Linked DNA regions of Drosophila melanogaster: all the other regions are linked to region 2. A link is a contact called in public Hi-C and HiChIP or PLAC-seq data. All regions are on one chromosome and are shown on one strand. The core of a region is the stretch at or near the end of the contact, and the rest is flanking DNA. Distances in the headings are between cores, read along the strand shown.

The links. A called contact is a pair of places that touch in the nucleus more often than the background predicts. HiChIP or PLAC-seq counts read pairs in DNA pulled down with a chosen protein or histone mark.
Region 1: a contact with region 2 is called in a Psq HiChIP or PLAC-seq map of the Kc167 cell line, with 4 times the contacts expected there. The contact joins the promoter of lncRNA:CR44885 here to the promoter of GstT3 in region 2. A contact is called at or near these places in 1 of 107 Hi-C or Micro-C datasets (the S2 cell line) and 1 of 6 datasets of contacts at active chromatin or transcription factors (the Kc167 cell line).
Region 3: a Hi-C map of the OSC cell line shows a contact between it and region 2, with 4 times the contacts expected there. The contact joins the promoter of Nup205 here to the promoter of GstT3 in region 2. A contact is called at or near these places in 12 of 107 Hi-C or Micro-C datasets (the D17-c3 cell line, the Kc167 cell line, the OSC cell line and 5 more) and 1 of 6 datasets of contacts at active chromatin or transcription factors (the Kc167 cell line).

The regions. Positions count from the first base shown.
Region 1 is chrX:19,785,830-19,789,580 of dm6, forward strand. lncRNA:CR44885 (long non-coding RNA:CR44885) reads right to left here and starts at 2,327. Exons shown (of 3, transcript NR_123962.1): 1 at 2,213-2,327; 2 at 1,377-1,466; 3 at 901-1,314.
Region 2 is chrX:20,465,573-20,469,456 of dm6, forward strand. GstT3 (Glutathione S transferase T3) reads left to right here and starts at 1,883. Exons shown (of 5, transcript NM_001298566.1): 1 at 1,883-2,198; 2 at 2,635-2,840; 3 at 2,975-3,121; 4 at 3,464-3,884. The coding sequence starts at 3,004. tbc (trabuco) reads left to right here. Exons shown (of 9, transcript NM_001298565.1): 9 at 1-1,493. The coding sequence ends at 16.
Region 3 is chrX:19,850,356-19,854,264 of dm6, forward strand. It overlaps Nup205 (Nucleoporin 205kD), which reads left to right and starts at 1,859. Exons shown (of 10, transcript NM_167687.3): 1 at 1,859-2,214; 2 at 2,294-2,617; 3 at 2,705-2,806; 4 at 2,897-3,459; 5 at 3,524-3,909. The coding sequence starts at 1,993. It overlaps pico (pico,), which reads right to left and starts at 1,704. Exons shown (of 4, transcript NM_134519.3): 1 at 508-1,704. The coding sequence starts at 657.

The DNA.
Region 1 (3,751 bases), core at 1,077-3,576, 680 kb before region 2:
AGGAGATATCTATGAAACCAATTTGTTGGTTAAAAATATATTTTTATTCAGTATATTTAGTATACATTCATACACTTATGTATATCGTCACTATTCGACGATCTGCTGTACATTTTCTTTGTATTTCTTTGATTGCACAGTTTATTTAGTGATTAAAAAATGTATTAAGCCTAGTTAAAAAAGCCTACTAACCATTTCTTAATTATCATTAATTTAATATTGAGATAAACCCCACAATTTCCATTGATTCCCTAATCGGTAATTAACTTATATATGCATATGTTCATACTTATGTACATATGTACATATGTTATAGAGAATTATGGACATGTAGAAATTGTTAGCATATGTTGCCTGCGGTGGCAGGTGGCAAAATGGCTGGAGGGGAGAGCATTGCTGCAAAAGCTGATGCAACTGTTGCAGCTGATGCAGTCGACTGCAATGGGATTAGCCCATTTTATGGCGCATTTATGGGCACGCAACAGTTGACCTGCAGTGGCAAAAGTTGCAGAACTTCCAGGCAGGTCATCTGCCCCTCCAGGTCTGCAGATACAGATACATGGTAGCAATTAATTATACCCTGTAATCGGATGTAATAACCACGAAGTACCAGAAAGCGACACTTGTCACATAACCTTGGAGTGGGTTAGATATTTTTCTATACATTGAAGTTTAATCCTTTGAAATGAGAAATATAGTGAGAGATCGTCTTCAATCATGTTTCACAATTATCGTTATATTTTGTAGCATATTACGTCGTATCACAGTGACGATTACATTACCAACTTAATTAATTAAAAATAATAATGCTCATAGTATTTTCTTAGTCTGGTGCCTCATCACGTTGAAATAACGTTAGAAAAGAGCGTAGAGTACCTGAATTTTGACCTACCACCTGCGGAATAGGATTTGCCATCCCTGCCACTTGAGCAATTCTACGCAGAGTCTCTGCGCCACATGCCTCCATACTCGGATCTCGATCCTCGATATCCAACCGGGTAATTGCAAGGTGCGTGCATCGATATGTCTCTGCTATATCGGCAGATTTATACGGACGGACGAATGGACAGACGAACGGACAGACGAACGGACAGATAGACAGACGGCCGGAGAAGGGAGGGTGGATCTTGCGTGCTGGTGTCAATCACAGTCCTTCTATCGCTCGGGTCGGGTTTTTGGTTCCTCTGCGTGCAACTTGTGTGCCGCAGTTAATGACTTTTTAATTGAGCAGGTACAGATGTCCGTCCCAGCGCCGTCACTTTTTTCCCTCTTTTCTCTTAATTGCGCGGGACGATGGGCAACTTACACCTGTAACTTTGAATTCTCAATAATGCAATCTAGCGACGTGTATGCAGGATTTCAATGCTGTAACTCACCACTGTCGTGTGCAGTAACAATATGTTTTTGAATTAAATTAAAATAAAACATTAGCTTTGTTTATGCCATCACTGTTTCATTATTGAATCCTGCAAGCAAAGTTGATCAATTAAATGTAAGTGTATGTTTAAAATCAAATAGAGAGGATTTTACCACAACTTTCAAATTTGTTGACATATGTATGTACATGAAGACTTATTTGTTTATATACTTGCATATGTACTTGTGTAGATTTCTATGTAAACGCATGCTATTATCTAGTATTTACTCTTCACACGGTAATTATGAATTACACAGCAGAAATTGCTCACTTTTCTTTCTATACTCTAAAAGTGGGTATCTTAGTTTTATAGATCTCCTCTATAAAACTGTGAAAATAAACCTTCTAAACTTTCTAAAAGTATGTATATGTATGTAGATTCTTGAAAAAAAAATCCAATTAATAGTAAAAAACTCAAGGATTGTACCACATACCTGTGTACATATGTATGTACGTACATAAGTATATGTACATACATGCATATGTACATATGTATGTACATACGATCCTATAAAAACATTCGCGTTGAATATTGTCGACTTTATAGGGTTGATTTTAAAGATATTTTCAAGTAATACGATTTTTGTACCCGGTACATGAGTATATCATAACACATTTTTATATACAATATGTAACTTGTAAGCAAATTAAATACAATCTTTTAATCTTGTATCTGCCAATGGAAAAAGTATGTACATATGTTGATTTTGATCGGCGCATCTTTACCAATTTATGTACATCTATACATCCAGATATGATCATTATTATTACTATTATTCATATTATTATTAATACTTTGTGCGGATCGCTGTGGTGGGCCATTGTTGTTGTTTTTCTTTCTGTTGTTGTTGCTGCGTTTGTTGCCTTGTTTGCTTGTCGGCTGTTTTCGTTTGCACAATATCTATATCTTACTCTCTTTCGTCCCTGGCGTTTTCTTTCGTTTTCTCTTCCCAATCTCCGCTTGTTTGCCCAACACTTCTTCTTCTTCTTCATCATCTTTCACAGCGCTCTCTTCATCGTGCTCTGCTTCTTCCTCATCAGCGCCTTGAGTTTCAGTTCTCATTTGCATATCTCAAAGATTTTTATTTTTGCCAGTTACGATTTCAATTACTCGCGCCAAAAGAAGAAGAAGACGAAGCAGCAGAAACGCGAAGAAGAGAGTGATAGTGATAGATGGATTGGGATGGGAATGGGTGGTGGGAAGAAAGAGAAGATCGATGGGAGAAGAAGAAACGGAAGAGCCGAACAGCCGGCAAGCAAAATAATGATCGTAGAGCCTCTTAAAACAGGGTGAAATGCGAGAAAACCATCACAAAAACTAAGTACACAAATTCACATACAGATACAGATACGAACGCCGATGGAAAAACACAATGGGCAACTAAGCCAAACCAAAACAACAAAACGAGCGACAAATACTGCTCGATCATAATTGAAAAATGCTTGCTGGCCAACAAAAACAATAACAACAGCCAAACAACAATGAGAGAAAAAACAGCAGATGCAGAACGCACCAACAACCAAATGCCATCGCATATTTTTAAGCAGTGGCAAAGGAAGAGAAAGGGAGAGAGAGGGAGAGCGACACGAAAAGGAGTTGAAAATGTAAAGGAATTCAATTTGAAATGCAAACAATGCAGCTCACACACACGCATACTAACGCATACGAATGGGAAGTGCAGTAAAATGGCAATGGAACACGAACAGCGAAATGAGCAGAGAAGAAAACATCGCGGCGGCAGAGCCGTCGGCTGAGGCAGAGGCTACACTCGCAGAAAAACTATGCGAAGTAACAGTAGTGTGCCCTGTGTCCATTTCATTATTATCAAACTAGATTATACAAATATAGAGAAAGGGTAACAGTGATTTACGTACAGGGTGTGAAAGGGGATAATCTTAATCTAATTTTATCCACAATGTATTGAAAACACAAATAAATCTTCTAGTGCGGCATACCGATAATTAGAGGGTTATGCTGATTGTACTATTACAAAAAGGCGCTCTTACTCAAAACGTACATTTCAGTTGTGTAGCACTGTAAAATGCTTATTTGTAGATCCAAATTTTGGTTCAATTTAATGAATTGGTTGTTTTACGAGACATTTATTTCTGTGTAATGTTAACTTACAATTTTTACTACTAAAAGTAAGAGTATACGAATTATACTATTTGAATCTAACGGATGATTGTATTGAAAGTGGGAATATATGTATATATATCTTTTATTATAGCTTTTTGTTCTTATCTTAACTACCTTTTTTCATTTATTAATTAATGTCACAAAGTCGTAGAGTTGCCACATAGTGCGACAAGGCAAAGTGACACCGGAAATTG
Region 2 (3,884 bases), core at 633-3,132:
CATCGAGAACAAGTAGAGAAATGGATGGGCAGAACCCAGCCGTATATGTAGCTACATAGAGCGTTATTATAGAATCTAGATTCAGTAGTTCAGTCAAATTTCGTTTGCCAAATAACACAGAAACGCACTATGAAAACGCAGACTAACAAACAAACAATAAGTAATAAGTATGTGTCGATCGATGTCTTCGCTATAAAGTATTCAAATTAGATTTGTATGCGACCAGAAACCACTGAACCTGAACCACTAATCCTGTAACTGTAATCCTAATGGTAACTTAACCATAGTAGGTCTAGTAAGTTCTTCCCAAACTCCTCAAGCATATCCCCAAAGTAAAGGAAACCAGAAAACAGGGGCAGCAAATGCATAAGACTCTGATTAAAAGAATGAAATCATATATGAAATCTAAAACCTTATACAACTGTATAGACATCTGTTACTCACACTTTGCACTCGAACAATTTGTTTTCAGTGCATTGGTATACATACGCGAAAAACATATAGTACATATGTACATATAGTATGTTTTATTATGTAGAGAAAATCAGGAGGGTGCAATGTATTTATCACGTTATATCAAAGGTTCGCCCTAGTTTATCAATATACACAACAAAAAAATTGAATTGAAGGAAAATATACATTTTACCTAACTTGAAACTTTCAATATTAAGTATTAGAAAACGTTGGACTGAGTGGTTGGTTAGATGTCTATGTCTTCAACGCTCTATTGTATGTATATTATCAAAATTTCAAGTTCTTATATTATGACACTGACCAGAAAAATTTGCAACAAAAAAAAAAAGAAAAAAAGCCTAATAATATTTTAAAGGGGCTGTATTTGCAATCGCACATCACACAAAAAAACGCATGCATCAAATTATAAATTACAATTCGTTGCAAAGTAAACTCAGTACCAGCGAAAAATATCCAATTGTGTGTAACAATCAAGTCAACAATAAGTCAAGTACACCTAAACTACCATATATACATACATATGTATCTGTATGTACATATATGGGCGGCATATCGTCCGATCTTATGTGTCTACTATATCTACATATATTATGCGCTGCCAAGCCAAGCCAAATCAAGTTCCCAGTTTTATTTAATTGTATTTTATTTTTATATACGTATATTTACAAAGCGTACGAATAACTATTTCCCCCACTGTGTGATCTCTCTCTCTACACCGAGTATAAATGTTGTGGATTATCTTTATACCCTAATTTATACTCTTTGTAAATGTACCTTTTCCCGGCCAAAGAGGAGGTGGATGACACCTTGGCTCCACTTTATCTCAATTAAAAAAAAAAAAACCACATATATACGTGTGTGTATATACATACATACGTCTGTGTATATATACACGCCCACGCAAATTGTATATGAATATATATATATACATATATATAGTTAAAATGTATACAAGTACAAAGCAAAAGACGTCGGTATGTTTGAATCGGAATTAATAAATACACATACGATATATACCTAATCGAAAACGAAGTTTGCGTGGCGGATGGCTATTTCGAGATATATGCAGATAAATAAATCCCGATCCATCAGCTGTTCAGGTGAATGGTGCACCTGTTGCCACAGAACTGGCAATGGGGTAAACAATCTCTCCTTATCGAGCGATAAGACGGACCTTCCCTGGGGAGTTTCTATTCCTGGCCTTCCGCCGTTGCCAATGGCTCAGAACTATTAGATAGATTGATTATTTACTCTACAATATACATATTTCCGATTGGCCGGCGGATGTATGAAGCGCAGTTGCACTGGAATTTTTAATTATTTAATTATTGCATTATGGAATTCTCTCTTTCCTATATCTTTCGCAATATTATCAGAGGGTAGCACCTACTCAATATTCACAATAATTCGTTTTTCGATTTGCAGTGTAGCTGGTGCAACGAGGGAACTACGCCGCCTTATCTCGAGGGTTTCTAATACCTTGCGCCTATTCTCTTTAATTTTTGTTTATTCGACTCCCAGTCGCATTCGCATTCACATTTTCTACGCATCCACGACCTAGAGTATATAAGTTGGAGCAGCTGCATCATCCAGTTCATTCACTGGCTTAATTCAGTGGAGTTCGGATCTCGTCATGTCGGTGTCGTTTTTGGCCAGTTTACTGGGACTCAGCAATGACGAGGATCAGCTGCAGGTGGCCTTTGATGAGGTGCTCAAACGTAGAGGTTAGTTTAAAATCAATGTTTTGAAAGTTGAATTATAAGAGTAAAGTAAATTTAATTTAATTGTGATAATTAATTAATTTCTTCTTTATAAATATATATTTTAAAAGCAGTAGACAAAGTTGTAAGTTTAGTAAGTGTAAGGAACTCGAATTATTCTAGTTCTATTCTATGCTAAAAAAAAGAACATAATGAAGGACGGGAGAAGTTTATAAATCTGATAAACTCTCTTGGAAACTTTCATTTGTTTATTTAAAAAATGAAGTGCTTACTCCCAACATATCACACGATATCTAAAATATCTAAATATCTAAAAATCACACGATATCTAAAACTAAATATCTAATCCGATTTCTTTGGCCAGGCAGTGATCTAAAAAACTTTTAGATAAATAATAAATATTAAGTCAGAAATATTTTTTTTCTTAATTGTTTATAAGTCCGTTACTTGATTTTCGCACTAACGCGTATCACTACTGAGCGCGCAGAGCTTTTCGTTGATGAAATCCACTACGTAAAGCTCGCTCTCCCCACAATTCACCACTTCACTACGTACGACTTCTTGCCCCGCCGCCAGCTGATTTAGATTCGATCCAAGTTGTTGGCTCAGTGGAATAGCTGCAGTTGCCCACCGACCGTGTTTGTGGTGAGTTCAGGGGTGTGTTGGGTGTAGTGCTGCTATGCGGCTTTCCGTGGAGATTCTTCGGTGATCTTTGGACCGGCGCCCATTTATTTGTTTTGAAGCCTCCTCTAACCACTGCAAGCACCTTCTCTTTGCAGTTCCCTCCAGACAGCCAACCAACCTGAGGATGTCCGCTCCCATTCGCTACTACTATGACCTGATGTCGCAGCCCTCGAGGGCGTTGTTCATTATCTTCCGGCTGAGCAACATGCCCTTCGAAGACTGCGTGGTTGCCCTGCGCAATGGTAAGGGTAACCGGTGTGCGGGTCAAAGTGTGTCCATGTGGTGGACAGGAGTGCCAATACCTCACGTATCTCAAACGAAGTACAGAACGTAACGTCTTTTTCACTGATCAATACACAATCATTTTGCGCTTTAGCCACATTTAACAATTGTACCTTGATAAAAGGATTTATCCATAAAATATTATTTAGTTTGTGAATAAGTGCGTTACGTTGATACAACTGTTAGTTTAATAGTTTTGGTAACATCTGTGCTTTTTTTTTTGTATGGCTCCACCCGCCACTGCCACCGCCACCACCATTTATGGGTGCAATCTAATCTCGACTACGGTCTTTGCCCCACAGGCGAGCACTTGACCGAAGACTTCAAGAAGGAGATTAACCGCTTCCAGCGTGTGCCCTGCATCCACGACAATGGCTACAAGCTAGCGGAGAGCGTGGCCATCCTGCGCTATTTGAGCGCCAAGGGCAAGATACCGGAGCACCTCTATCCCAAGTACTTCGTTGACCAGAGCCGCGTCGACGAGTTCCTCGAATGGCAGCACATGTCCCTGCGGCTCACCTGCGCCATGTACTTCCGCACCGTGTGGCTGGAGCCGCTTCTGACAGGACGCACACCCTCCGAAGCCAAAATCGAGACGTTCCGCATGCAGATGGAGCGCAACCTCGACGTAGTCGAGGAGGTCTGGCTGGAGGGCAAGGACTTCCTCACCGGATCCTCCCTCACCGTTGCGGACATCTTTGCAGCCTGTGAAATCGAACAGAC
Region 3 (3,909 bases), core at 609-3,108, 620 kb before region 2:
TTTTTGCCCCAGCAGCTGGTCCAAAGATTAATCATTCCGCTCTCTGCGTTTGCTTTTATTAATTCTCCTTTGACCCATCGAATGGGGGGAGTGGTAAAGTTTTAAGTTTCTATATTATCAAACTATAGGAAACTATATCCATGATACTAGTTGGGCAGTCTCAACTTTGGAGTACCGAATTTGAAGTCTTTTGATCACCTAGCACTGCATAACTAGGTTATTTTCATAGCCAAGGAGTAAAGTATACTGAATACACTCGAAAAAAAAAACACTAATAGAGAATTATAGTTAATACAATTACCAACCATATGTGAGTCTACCATTTGCACCGTTCTTACTATAATTTGAAGAAGCTGTACTTTAAAGGTATAGTTCAGTTTCTTCCTGTGTACTCTGTCCTATGACTTCTTTTTTTTTTGTGTGTGGGAGCGAATTATGAAGTACAGAGGAAATGGTCGAGCAACACAAACGCACACACACATTTGGAGAAACTTGGGAGATACTTACATTTGTTATTGTTGCTGCTTCCTCGAGGCTGTGCTGTTGTTGTTGCCGCTGCTGCTGGTGGTGTTGTTGTTGTAGCTGTTGCTGGAGTAAGTGCAGTTGTTGCTGTTGTAGTTGTTGTTGCTGATGTGCCGCAATACCACCACAATCCATAGTAATTACGGGTGCGAGGGGGCGGGGTTAAGTGTGTGTGGGAGTGGAGTGGAGTCGTCAATTGGGAGCGCACTCTCTATCTCTCTCTCTCTCTCTCCAAATCTCGCTCTCTGTATTGCTGCTCCTTCGCGCGATCGCTTACTGCAGCGGAATGAAAAGCGAAACAGACATAATTGAAGAAATGCGATAGCTCTCCGTCTTGAATTTCAACGATTCGCCGTAAGGGAGCGCTGTTAACCGCTATTTCAGTCACTGTTTGTGTCTTGTTCCTTTTTTTTATTTTTTTTTATTTTCAGCTAACTCTGCAGTTTGCCTTTGTCCATATTTTCGGTGGAAAAACCACTTCCTTGCTCTCTCGCTCTGGCTCCCTTGCTCTTCTATACCGCTCTCTCTCTCGCTCGCCAGGCGTTGCGTGGGCGAACGTAGGGGAGAGAGCAAGCGAAACGAAAAGAGAGAGGCGAACGCAGTTTGGAGTTTTATGCACTGGAGTTGTGAGTATGTTCGTGTGTGCCTGTGTGACTGCTACCCCCACACACTTGCACTGCCTCTCTTCCTCTCTGTCGCTCTCGCACACCCAGTACCAAGTACTCTGAACTCCAACTCCAGTTACAAATTCAATTCCAATTCGAATAATTCCCAATGAAATTTGAATTTTCCTTCCAATTGCACTGGCTTTGGCAGTTAGTATCCCTTTTGGCATTTATTGCAGCCGAACTGCGCCGATTGCATTTGCATTTACACTTCTACATCCACTTCCACATCCACTTGCATCGACAGCCAGAACCAGCATCCCACTATGGTGCAGTTCAGCCTGCCCGCGGCCATCGGTGATTCACTCACAATGCGAACAGGACACCACTTGGGCAGTGCGTTCGCTGGCCAAATCAAGTGGCGGAGAACAGAAAAAAAAAAAAACGCGAATCGGAACAAAACAAATGGATGCTACTATCGGGTAACTACGAAAAGTCCGTGCGTAGATTTTCACGAAAACGCCCCGCCCGCGCCGCACTGAAGTTGTGTTAGTTAGTGGTGCGACAACGCACCGATGCAGCGCCTCGATTATCGTTCGATAAGCATCGATTTTCCGATTGACTTGGTTCGAATCAACCGTTTAGCCAGCGCAGCAACCGCAGTTAGCGGGCACAAGCACCGAAGCGCGTACGAGCGTGGTGAGTTCGTACGGTGGTGAACATCTGTGTTTTCCAGTATTTGCAGCACCCAGCCCTGGTAACCGGCGCCTTGTCGCAAAGCGAAGCAATCTTGCCGCGTTTTATAGTCAATAACTGCGAATCAGCAAGAACTGCGTGAACTGAGCGAACCGCAAAACCAAGTGAAATGGATGGTGAGTGCCTGGCCAACGAGCAGATGTGCGTGGGTCGCCAAATCACTAATGCCACCCATGCGTCCACAGCTGTAATCGAGGACATGTGGACGCCGTACAAGCATTTGTACAACACTTTTCAGACCGCGGTGTCCAATCGCAGTGGCTTCACCTCGGATCTGGAGCAGTGCCTCAAGAAGTACAAGCACAACTTCAGCAACTTGCTGCGCAATCCGGTGGGTATAGCAAAACAAGCGCTTGCAGATCCGTAGATTTAACTAATTATTGATAATCCATTATTGAAAATGTCGGCAGCCGAGAAGCGAGAAGAGCCGCAATCTCCTACGAAATGCCCTCAACGAAGGCGTCCCGATGCAGGGGCATTCGCGAAAGACAAAGATGTCACAGGACCTGGCCGACGAGGCGGTCATTCTGTCCGACATGTTCGATCTGGACGAGGGTTTCGCCGTGGAGCTGCTGTGCACCGCACAGCGCCAGCAGAAGCATCATCCCGGCCTGTCCAGAGGCCTTGTCGCGGTGCTGCTCTACTACGATGGACGAAAGGCCATCAGCTGCACGCTTCGCGACATGTTCCAGGTGGTTAGCGGCGTCTCGTGGAACACCGAACTGCCCAAGGAGGTAAGTTTCGAGATTTCGACATCGCAGGCATCGCAGTGCCGCTGAAAGAGAGATTCACTGACCCTGATTATCGTTCTACGCACGCAGATCACCGGTCTGGTCACTAACTATGCCGAGAGCCTTGTCGACGGCTCTGGGATACTGGGACGCCTGCTGCAGCTGCTCGAGGAGATGGATGTCGACAAGGAGGTGGGTTTGTATGCGCCTGTTTCTGAAATTCTCTGAAATTGCATATCTTCCTTCGCAAATTGTTATTCATTTGTTGTCCAACGTTCGCAGTGCGCTATGCTGACCACAAACCGCGCGTTTGGCTCCAAGAAGCATCAGAACCAGGTGCTCGGCCTATACGAGGACATTCAACAGGCATTGGCAATGGCCCTGTTCAATTGGTCGGCACAACGCGGCCTGCCGCGACACATTGCCATTCGGCTGATGCACCAATTGGCCAACCGAAAGAACCACGACGCGGGCGGCAACATGGACGACGTGACCCTGATCATGCTGATGGCTCTGCTGTATGCGTACGATACCTCCATGCTGCTGGTCACCGAGGAACCCAATGAGCACACAACCCGACTTCCGATCTTCAGCGATCGCGAGTTCGCCGAGTGCTTCCTGGAGGAGCTGTACGCGCAGAGCAGCTGGCAAGCACCGCGCCTGAATGCCATCATTGCCTACAGCTTCGGACTAACGCTGGCCAGCCTGCGGCATGCACCTTTGCAGCTTCAGGCCACCGCCATCTCGATCATCAATCGCGATGAGATGCTCATCGACGAGGCACTGGGAGCGCAGGTATTCGTCTTCTTCCACAGCTTGCTGCTCGAGAAGGATCTGGTCTATAGGTGAGTACTGACAACTGAAGTGTCAATTGCCGATTCGCAAGCTAATCATCATTTGTGCTGACAGCACGCAGTTCTTCTACCGCCGCGTCCATCTGCTCATCACGGACTTCATCGACTTCATGAACTCCAAGGTGTCGGAGCTGCGCGGCCGAGCAGACGAGTCGTCACACACGATCATCAGCTTCCTAAACGAGGGTCTGGAACCGCCGCCCAACTTGGACTCCAACTTTGAGCTGCTCATGCTGTGCGTGGCCAAGATGCACGGCGATCCGCGCGTCACCATCAGGCTGTGCAACGAGTACTGGGGCCCCGGCGATCCCAACGGCTCTACGGCATTCAAGAACACCTCGCGCTCGGTGTCGCTGTTCAAGTTCATTAGCTTGGCCAGCGACCTGCTGCCACAGACGCTGTTCAAGGCCTACCTCAAGATGATATCCGGACTTACACGGA